3 separate regions of the Mus musculus genome follow, and regions 2 and 3 are each linked to region 1. The links are chromatin contacts, called in public HiChIP or PLAC-seq and promoter capture Hi-C maps. All regions are on one chromosome and are shown on one strand. Each heading gives the region's core, a stretch centred on a gene start, on an enhancer-like site or on the middle of the called end of the contact. The rest is flanking DNA. Distances are from core to core; before and after follow the strand shown.

Evidence for each region. Promoter capture Hi-C pulls out the DNA fragments that hold promoters and counts their contacts. HiChIP or PLAC-seq counts read pairs in DNA pulled down with a chosen protein or histone mark.
Region 2: a promoter capture Hi-C map of pre-B cells shows a contact between it and region 1, with 4 times the contacts expected there. The contact joins the promoter of Isg15 here to the promoter of C1qtnf12 in region 1. A contact is called at or near these places in 21 of 39 promoter capture datasets (the 3T3-L1 cell line, 3T3-L1-derived adipocytes, the HPC-7 cell line and 14 more), 8 of 484 Hi-C or Micro-C datasets (CD8 T cells, LSK cells, Th1 cells and 5 more), 15 of 115 datasets of contacts at active chromatin or transcription factors (T-cell acute lymphoblastic leukemia, craniofacial prominence, embryonic forebrain and 10 more) and 3 of 9 other capture datasets (embryonic stem cells, macrophages and pancreatic islet).
Region 3: an H3K27ac HiChIP or PLAC-seq map of microglia shows a contact between it and region 1, with 4 times the contacts expected there. The contact joins the promoter of 1500002C15Rik here to the promoter of C1qtnf12 in region 1. A contact is called at or near these places in 1 of 39 promoter capture datasets (liver), 1 of 115 datasets of contacts at active chromatin or transcription factors (microglia) and 1 of 9 other capture datasets (pancreatic islet).

The regions. Positions count from the first base shown.
Region 1 is chr4:155,960,753-155,964,133 of GRCm38.p6, reverse strand. It overlaps C1qtnf12 (C1q and tumor necrosis factor related 12), which reads right to left and starts at 1,822. Exons shown (of 8, transcript NM_026125.3): 1 at 1,397-1,822. The coding sequence starts at 1,555. Gm42365 (a long non-coding RNA gene) reads right to left here and starts at 1,390. Exons shown (of 2, transcript XR_881642.1): 1 at 1,148-1,390; 2 at 225-1,043.
Region 2 is chr4:156,198,909-156,202,289 of GRCm38.p6, reverse strand. Isg15 (ISG15 ubiquitin-like modifier) reads left to right here and starts at 1,472. Exons shown (of 2, transcript NM_015783.3): 1 at 1,472-1,584; 2 at 2,224-2,866. The coding sequence starts at 1,582. The coding sequence ends at 2,706. Gm46878 (a long non-coding RNA gene) reads right to left here. Exons shown (of 4, transcript XR_003955191.1): 4 at 2,787-3,381.
Region 3 is chr4:155,732,913-155,736,293 of GRCm38.p6, reverse strand. 1500002C15Rik (a long non-coding RNA gene) reads left to right here and starts at 1,852. Exons shown (of 2, transcript XR_001784583.2): 1 at 1,852-1,909. Ssu72 (Ssu72 RNA polymerase II CTD phosphatase homolog (yeast)) reads right to left here. Exons shown (of 5, transcript NM_026899.3): 5 at 2,415-2,821. The coding sequence ends at 2,720. Tmem240 (transmembrane protein 240) reads right to left here and starts at 1,490. Exons shown (of 4, transcript NM_001101506.1): 1 at 1,148-1,490; 2 at 790-896. The coding sequence starts at 1,204.

The DNA of each region.
Region 1 (3,381 bases), core at 573-3,072:
CAAAGATACGGCGTTGGGAGAGTGTATCTGGTAAGGGCCAAGCCTGTCTCTGGAGACAATTAGCATGTGGAGGAGACCTGCATATCAGGCCAGCAGCCTGTGGAATGGACAGGAGTGTAGCAGCCACTAGTCCAGCTGTGACAGACTGGTTGTTTTGAAATGTTCCTGCCTTCATTAACCAGAGTAAGCCAAGGGTTCTGAGACAACACAAGGTACAGGGTGGCTACTGGAGATAGCTTTATTTACTCATCAGAAATTAAGATGTTCTCTTCCAGACAGGTTATAGGCTAGAAAGGACTTGCAAACACTGCTTCCCCTTAGGTCCCACCCAGGGACAGATGCAAGGACAGATGCATGCACCCCAATTCTCTATCAGGTATCTGTTTGACCCCTTGACACTGAGAACATCAGACATTGCTAAGCCAAGGGTAAAGGCTGCAAGGAGATGTAGAACAAACCCCACCCCAGCACAAAGAGCAGAGACACCTGGAAAGTGAGTCCACAGAGGCTCTAGCCCTGCCAACATCTTCTCAAACTGTCTCCTGTCCTATCTTTGGAAAGACAACCCAGGGCAGGGTTGATAAAACTGCCTCCACTCCACTGGGTGGACACAACCTCCCTTTCCTAGTATCTTTAGGGAGGGTTACTCAGGACCCTACACCCGCAGGAGCTCCCACTCTGAGTGGTCATAATCTCCCTTCCGCCCGCCCGGGAACTAGCCCATGGCTTACACTCCCTCAGCTCTGCTCACTCTGCCTATCAGGAAAATGGGCCTTGAGGTGGTTTGACGTGAGCTGAGAGGCAGCCAAGCAGGCCAACACAGAGACACCCTAGGAAGGATACAGAGCAAGGGTCAAAGATCCAGAGCCAGGAGGATCTTGTCTGGGTAAGAGCTGTTTCCCTTCCTGTCCTGGAGGCCCAGAGGATGGCAGCAGTAGGAGCTCTGAGACTGGCGCTCAGGAGATTCCTGTCTCTAGAGGACTCTTAAGAACAGGGTACTTTGAACGCAAGATGCCACAGCAAATGAGACGACCACAGGACCCCTAGAAAGCACAGGGGACAGGCTACTGCCTATTTAGGAGTTCCGATACATAAGGTGACCCATTCATTTGCCGGGATGCCCTCTCATCCGAGACAGCAATTATACCTAATGGCATCAGACTGTTGAAAAACACACGGAGGCTTCAAAGGGTTAACCGTTTCAGAGCCACCAGGCCTGGCAGAGGGAGGCTCCCCCACAGGCCAGTCCCTGCTCTGGCTGCAGCAAGCGCTAAGCCAGGATTAGGGATCAAAGCCACAGGCAGTGCAACCTGGAAATGGGAGAGCAGAGCTGTCGAGGTGGGGGCCAGTCTGAGCCTAGAACTGCACACCTACATACTCCCCAGCCTCTGCCTACCTTGACGGAGCCTGGGAATCCCTCACGGTTGGACGTGGTAATATTGGGGGAATCCACACGCGCAAACAGCTGCCGAGACTTCTTGAGCTCCTGCCGGGCCCCGGCTCCTGCAGTCTGTAGCCAGAGGAGCGCTGCAGCGGCCCAGCCCCAGGCCCACATGGCTCAGTCTCCGCGAGCAGAGGCTTAGGGGCGGGAGCCCAGGCCGGTGCTCTCATGGGGGCGGCGGCAGGCATTCAGAGCCCCCGCGCGGGGGCGAGGCCCAGGGACGAGCCCAGCAGCCGCTGGTGCATGTCTGCAGGAGGAGCCAGAACTCCTCGTCTCTGTCGACCTATCCTCCTGCTCGGTGCCCTCGACAGCAACCCTGCCACCGAAAGAGAACTACTTTCTCCCTAGGCCTCCCAGGCTCCAAGGGGAGGACTCATTGGGCACTTCCACCACTTGGAAGGCGGGGCGGAGCAGGGCGGGGCGGGGCGGGGCGGAGCAGGGCGGGGCGGGGCAGGGCGGGGCGGGACCCCTATGACCAGTGATTCTTTCACCCCTAAGGAGTTGGGAGGAGCTGGGCTGCGTCTCCCCAGCCCAGTCTCTGGTCTCCTCTCTGCAGGTTTCTATTTAGTTAAGCTGGCAGTGGGGGGTGGGAACTGTCAACTTTCTGTGGCATCTTTCATACCCACACCTCCAGGGAAGCGAATCCACGTGATTCCTTTCCTTTAGGAAGTTGTGTGCAAATCTCCCAGACTTTCCCCCACATACCTCCTTCAGACCCCACCCTAAAACACAAAAAAGGGCCCTGGGAAAAGTAGGGCATCTTTATTAGCTGGTTGCTTAGCCCTCCCAGCTAGGGATCCTCCTGTACTTACAAGAGACCTACCAGGCTCACCTCTGCGAAAAGGCACAACATGAAGAGGCTGGTGATCCTATCTTGACTCTTCAACAGACATAGGGCCAACTTCTATAGTCTGTAACTCCACTGTCAGCCCCCTAGGCCTGTCTTCTAAGAGGTTAGCACAGGCCCAGGCTACACTTCAAGGGGGAACTGGTCCCTGTACATCTCTGACCAATACAATTCCCCCCCCACACCCCCCCAGTCCTCGTGAGTGACAGTGTCAGGTCCCCAGAGAAAGGCCCTTCAAGATCAAAGTTGGGCTAGCTAAGGACAAGCCAAGCCAATGAGTACCTTGAGCTCAGTGATTACGAGGTAGTGGCCCTTGAGACTGGTCCAGGATTCCCAGTAGCCAGATAGCCTCCAACTGGTAAAAGCCGTGGCTACAAACAGCCAGGTGTGGTTCCAACTGCTCTATGAAGGGACTGGAGCTGCATCCCTAACACACGCTGGTTGGTCCCAGTAGGTATGGGTCCTGGTAAACAGAACGCAATGTTCTACAATAGTGGCCCTCAATTCTCACTCCAAAAAAGAGTGAAAGGTGACCAAGCAAGCCGTCCCAGCTCCAGGCCACACCCAGTCAGAGAAGCCTAACAAATCAAGCAGGGATAGAGCAGAACGTAAAGGGAAGTACCGTGCGTGCGTGCGTGTGTGTATCCATGTGTTATATATGCCAAGAAAGACAGCCTCTATGCCCCAAGTTCAAGTCTCAGGTTCGGGGAGGGCAAGTGCCTCAGCCCAGAGACCTCTTCAAAGATGCAGCACCCTGTTCCTTTGGTCCACTTATACCTCGGTGGCCTATCTGGAAGTGGGATTCCGCAGCTGTCTTTCAGGCAGTTTATAAGCAGGTAGGCTAGACTTACCCTGTCACAGAAATACCACAGTAGGCAGGGACCTCATGTTGTGGCTAGGGATGGACTCAAGTTTCCAGTTTTCCAGCTTCAATATCTCCCTGCCACAAACAACTTGGAAAATAACCAAGAGGATCCTACACTGGATCACAAATACCCTGACCAAAGTGGCCCCTAGGAGCATCTGCTATTGGCTCTCATCCAAGCCCTGGAGAAAACAGGAACCGGTGGCTCACTATAGATGCAAAGGCTAC
Region 2 (3,381 bases), core at 223-2,722, 240 kb before region 1:
ATACAGACATTTTGTACTCAGGTTACTAAGCACAGCGTAGCCTGGCAGCTGCCTCCATTCAATGGAGGTGGCCTGAGACCACAGGAGGGGCTAGACACCCTACTGGTGGTCCTACTTCTTTAATTTTCTTTAAATATTGGGCTGGAAAGATGGCTATGTGGAAAGTGATTGAAGAAAACATTCAACATTAATCTCTGACATGTATAAGCACACATATGCATGCATATAAGCAAAATAAAGAAAGAAAGAAAATTTATATATTCAGTTCCTTCTTCTAAATTTCTAATTTCCTGCACTCACATATACACAATCCCCCCCCCCCAAATACACTGTATCCACATAATTAAAACTAAACCTTAAAAAAAAAAATCTAAGCCAGGCAGTGGTGGCACATACCTTTAATTCCAGCTCTTGGGAGGCAGAGGCAGGCAGATTTCTGAGTTTGAGGCCAGCCTGGTCTACAGTGTGAGTTACAGCCAGAAGGACAACCAGGGCTATACAGAGAAACCCTGTCTCAAAAAACAAAAAACAAACAAACAAAAAAAAAACAAAAAAAAAAAAACAAAAACAAAAACAAACCAAAAAAACAAAAACAAACAAACAAAAAAAAAACCAAAACTGAGTACTAAGTATATAACTCAATTGTTAGAGTACTTACTTAGCATGCATGAAGCTCTGGGTTCTGTTCCCAGAACTGCAGAAAATGGCACAGAAGATGAATCACTAAAATCTCAGAACATGAGCAGGAGAAACAGAAGGACCAGTTTAAGGCCAATTTTAAAGTGAGTTTGAAGCCAGCATGGACTACATAGCAAAGACTACTTCAAAAACAAACTCATCTGACTCAATGTATCTTGATGTGAGCAATACTTTGTTTGTTCTCTTGGCTTTTCAAGACAGAGTCTTGGTGCTTGTTCTGTAGACCAGGCTAGCCCTGAACTCAGACATCCACCTGCCTCTGCTTCCCCGGTGCTGGGATCAAAGGTGTGCGCCCTGGCCCAGCTACAATAGGGTCTTAATAAACTGTTCTAGGACAGAAATGCTTCCTACAAGCCCCTCCCCCCCAAAAAAAAACTATTGTTCTAAACTAATAACCAATAGCAGTTGTCTTTGGGCAATTCTGATTGGTACTATGTTATGCAGTTTCTGAATTATTATGCCATTTTCCAAGACAACTAATTTCCAAGCTAACAAACGACAAATACATTTTCTATTATTCGTTCCTATTCTGACTTTTACATGCCTTGTGAAGGACCTGAAGGGCGTTTAGGGAGTTTTAGAGCACACAGGCCTGGTTACAGCTTTGACCCTTGAGAGCCAGTCCCTTTCCTTCCCAACTACAGTTTCTTTTCATTCAGTTTTGGTTTTCCCACTCATTTAAGGTATGCCGTAGGAAAAGGAAACCGAAACAGAAAATAGCTCTGGTTTCTGGAAACTCCGCCTCTTCACACCCACAGCTCATACTTAAAAGAGTCGACCCAGTCTCTGACTCTGAGAGTCGATCCAGTCTCTGACTGTGAGAGCAAGCAGCCAGAAGCAGACTCCTTAATTCCAGGGGACCTAGAGCTAGAGCCTGCAGCAATGGTGAGTCCAATTTGGGACAGAGGCAGATGGGTTTCATTTTAGTTGACTTTACTCCATTCCTTGATAGGGTCTTCCAGAGACAGAATAGTCACAGTATGAGAACAGAATATAATTGTTTAAAGCTCACTCCTGGGGGGCGGGGGGGGGGCAGGTTCTTTTGCTCAGATACCAGCTCTAGATCCCTTAAGGCTGGGCCCAGAAGGCTATCTTTATGGGTGAACTGAAACAATGTGATGGTTGTGGGACCCTTTAGAACCGAGGCCTCCGTATCATATACCTGGATGGTTCCCCTAATAGAGGAGAGGATGGGGTGGGGGTGGGGGGGGACATGGATGGACGTGGGGGCTGGCCCTGTGACTGGTGCTTTGCATGTAGTAACTCCCAGCCAAAGTTGCTAAGCCGGTGGTTCTCAGCCAAAGGATTCAGGAACCTTTTGGGGGCCTGAATGACCTTCTGACAGGAGTCGCATATCAGATATCCTGCATATAGCAAAACCAGTTATGAAGTAGTGATGAAAGCAGTTTTATGGTTGGGGGTCACTACAACTCCAGGAGCTGTATTAAAGAATGGAAACATTTTATTAGAGTCATAGCATTAGGAGGGTTGAGAACCACTCCTAAATCCATGTGATGCTTGCAGGCCTGGGACCTAAAGGTGAAGATGCTGGGGGGTAACGATTTCCTGGTGTCCGTGACTAACTCCATGACGGTGTCAGAACTGAAGAAGCAGATTGCCCAGAAGATTGGTGTGCCGGCTTTCCAGCAGCGCCTGGCCCACCAAACTGCAGTGCTCCAGGACGGTCTTACCCTTTCCAGTCTGGGTCTGGGTCCCAGCAGCACAGTGATGCTAGTGGTACAGAACTGCAGCGAGCCTCTGAGCATCCTGGTGAGGAACGAAAGGGGCCACAGCAACATCTATGAGGTCTTTCTGACGCAGACTGTAGACACGCTTAAGAAGAAGGTGTCCCAGCGGGAACAAGTCCACGAAGACCAGTTCTGGCTGAGCTTCGAGGGAAGGCCCATGGAGGACAAGGAGCTGCTGGGGGAGTATGGCCTAAAGCCCCAGTGCACAGTGATCAAGCATTTGCGCCTGAGGGGTGGGGGAGGGGACCAGTGTGCCTAAGGCCCCCATCCAGAGCCAGTGTTGGTTATAAAAGATGATGGGGGGGGGGGTATGGAGGACTTTTGGGATAGCATTGGAAATGTAAACGAGGAAAATACCTAATTAGAAAAAATATCAAAAAAAAAAAAAGATGATGCAATAAAAAGCTCTGCCTCTTGTTTGCTTGTCCCTCTCCAGAAATGCCCTTCTATCCATGGTGAGAAGGCTCTGGGTTGCCAAGTTAAGAGACAAGGATTTCACAGTGAGAGCCTAGTGAGGAAATGCCCCTTCCAGACCCTTTGAGTAATTAATTCACTTCTGGAGAAAGACACTTTTGCTGGGACCCAGTCCTTAGTCTCAGCCAGGCCCTAAAAATGTCCCCATGTCTACATATGGCTCAGGGACAGGTTAGGCCAGTTTCTACCAGTAGCAGGATGAGGCTCCTAATGGAACCAGTGAACTGCTGAGATCCTTTGGGAACAGTGAAGGAATGTTCTTACCTGGGTAAGCTGTGAAGGAGGGTGATGTGTTCTTTTGTATGTGTTCCTAGTCCCACCTGCACTAGTTCACAGAGGGTAGGATGGGGTCTCACCATTCAAATCAGCCACCTGCTGTTTAGGACATGGTAGTTAGCAAGTACACCTCATCCTCATCGGGGCTATAAAGAGGCCACTATAGGCAGGTTAGATGGGCACA
Region 3 (3,381 bases), core at 603-3,102, 230 kb after region 1:
AGCCTCCATCCACTTCCTCCCAGTCTGAACAGTAGGGACAACGGTTATCGCATGAGGGCATCTCTGGAATGAGTGCATGCGGATGTTCGAGTGCGCTGTGTACGCACATGTATATGCACAGACAGTACACACATGCGCGGCTCATGAGAAGATGTTTATTTCATACATGGACATACAAACATGCAAGGCCAGAAGACTTCATCACTACACATGCACAGAAGGGGAGGTCCCTGAAGGGTGTGGTGGGTCTCATTGTGACCTTGAGCAAACCCCAGCGTAGCTACTTCAGCTCCTCCCCTGCACAATAGTCATCAGTTGTGGCAGGTGTTCCTCAAGGTAGGCCCTTCCTATCTTGACCTCCTGCTCTTGCCTGCCATGGCCACAGTAGGCCCAGGAGGAAGACTTGGGTCGGAGGCAAGACTACTGCCCCAGGCTTAACCAGCTTCCTGGCTTCCACTGTGGACACTACTCAAGGATGCTGCTCTCAGGCCTCCGGGCCCTGGACCAGGAGGCTCCTTGGCCCATAATGCCACCACCAGGCAGCCTTTTCTCTAAAGGAACTGGAGGAAGGAGTTCCTAACAGACTCAGTCATGCTTCCTTTCCCAGGGAGCGGCTGGCTGACCTAGGGTTCCCGTTAGCCACCCCTCCCCCAGCACCTGGCGGGCAGAAGCGGCCCCCATCATCCAGCCAGGCTCTGCGGCCCAGCCTGCTCCGGGCTCACCGGCCAAGTGGGGCCCGCTGCACAAGTGTGATCACGCGTGTAGTGCCTAGAGCCGGGGCGCACTCACCGGCCACAGTTGCAGTGGCAGACGCGGTCCTCGCCCCGCAGGTGCGGGAGGATGTAGTTATGGAATCGGTCCAGCAGCGCGTTCATGTCCATCAAGCACGCGATGGCCTGGAAGAGCCCATGACCGGTCAGGGCGAGGAGTGGGCCGGGCCGAAAGGGGTGCCAAGGGGGAGTACTAGACTGCAGGGGTGGGTGGGTGGGTGGGGAAACGCAGGGCAACCAGGGCGAGGGCAGCGCAAGATCGCAGCGAGGGCAGCGCAGGCCGCACGGGCCGGTAAACAAGGAAGCGAGGTGGGGTAGGCGCGCGCGCGGGCGGGCGGCAGAAGCAGGGGGCGCGCGCGGGAAGCCCCTCCGCTCACCATCACGATCGACGCCCCCAGAATCATGAAGATCATGGTGTTCGCACTCATGGACATCGGGCGGGGCCGGGCCGGGCCGGAGCGCCGCCCCCCGGCCCCGGTGCCCCTCCCGGCCCCGGCCCGATGCTTAGCCCGCGCCGCCTCCGCAGAGGTCAGCGCTCGCGCGCCGGGCCGCCGCGGACCCCGGGGGCAGGCGCGGGCACAGGCAGCCGAGATGTGGGGGCTGACGTGGGGTCGCTCGCCTGTCGCCCGTTGCTGGCAGCCCTCCGCTCCGCCCTCCGGTGCTCCCTGCGCCCGGCTCCCTGCGGTCTGCGCGGCGGCCCCCTCCCTCCTCCCTCTTCCCTCCTCCAGGCTTCTCCCTCCCTCCTTTTCTTCTTCACTATCTCCTCCCTCCTCCTCCTGCCTCCGCCTCCGGGGAGGGACTTCGCCGCCCCGCGCCAGCATCCAGGGGCGAGGTTCTCCACTCCTGTCCCTGTGACGCAGCCCGAGACCCCTCCCCTCCGGCCTCGGCTCCACATTGTGCCCCATGTCATCAGCCTTGGCTCCGGTCTCCCTGCCCAGTGCCGCGCTGGACTGGGCCTTGGCCTGGACCAGGTGGTCGTTTCTGCTCTACTTCCCCAAGTAAGGCCCCTCCTTCTGGTTCTCCGGGTTCCAGAGAGGGACAGGAAGTGTCAGCACCCGCCTCCTCCAGCAAGAAAGTGCCATCAGAGGAGGGGCCTGGAAAGTCAGAGGAACCAGGGACTAATGACTACATGAGCAGAGGTAGGAGGGCAGGAGGGTAGGCGATACGGATGCGATGCGGAATGGGCCAAGTATGCCATAAAGATCGTGGCAGTTGTGGGAAAGACTAGGCGATTTCTGAGGAGGAAGGGGTGCTGGAACAGCTGCCAGCGTCTATGATCCTCTTGTGGCTGCCGGTCATGCTGGGATTGAGTCCCAAGCCCTGTGCTGGCCACAGAGCTGACAACAGAAGAACCAACCCTGCCCTGTGTTGGAAAGCAGGAAGAGGACAGCTGACCTCCAGCCCCCCAAGTCCAGACCCCACTGTATCTGAAGGTTCCAACAGGAGTTCAGTTATATCAGCTCACACAGGCCCTGAGCTGTTAAGGCACCAGGGTCCGGCCCTACTTCTCAGAAGGGTGCTCTCAGGTTTATCACAGGGTTGGACTCAATGGCCGAGTAGTCTCTTCCTCAGCAGGGAGTCAGGCCAGGAATTCAGGACAAACCAAAGACTTCTAGCAGCACCTATTTTGTGGCAATTCCAAGGTTTTTTTTCCCCTTAATAAGACAGCCTGTTGCTTTATTTAGGTTTCTGTACAATTCAGCAGTGGAGAGAAAAGGGCCAACAACAGACACTTGCTGTAGGCTGTAGAGTAAACCATCTTTATTTCTTTTGGTTAAAAACAATGGATTTGAATCTGGCATTTCTGCGTACGTCTCATTCCATATGTACAGTACATTGATGATGTACACCTAGCAGTAAAAACAAATATCTGAAAGGAAAACACACTGAAAAAGTGGCTTCAACAAAGGTGGCTGTGCAGGGCAGGCCATGCACCGAGCACAGGAGGCTCAGTAGAAGCAGACAGTATGCAGAAAGGCCCGGCCACTCTTCTCCTCGAACTCCTGCAGCAGCTCGTCGATTTCATTCTCCATGTCCTCAGTGTGCTGGATCTGGGAAAAGCACGGCCTTGAGTGAACCCGGGCATTGTGACGCGCCTTCCCTGACCCTGCCCTCCACTGATCTTCACTTCTGCAGGGACCCAGGCTTCAGGATAGCTCCCTCACAGCCTGTTCCTACCAGACATATACAACATATCATAGGAGTACCCCATATTGGGAGTGGGACGGCTAGATTCAAAGGGAGGCCTGGACCCCAAGGCTGGAACTCAGGTTCTGTTCTCAGGCGTCGTAGGTACATGAAAGCCTCATCAACCAGTGCTATCCCAAATCTGCAATGAGTGAAGTGAGGCACACAGATACCGGCATGCATTTTCCTACAGTCGTCCAGTGTGAATGCTGACTATGCTTTGTGCACTGCAGCATCAACTTCACATCTGGCCTCCACCCTCCAGACACCTATTGGTTCTTCTCCTGGTTGTGAAAACTTAAAAGGTGACCAGGCATTGCCAGTAGTAGTCCCTTGAATACTTGAAGTGAAGAAGGCTGGATGTTGAACACACTGTTCTGGCATGGCTACACAGTCTCCTTGGTCTCAGCCCTTTCTCCAGATC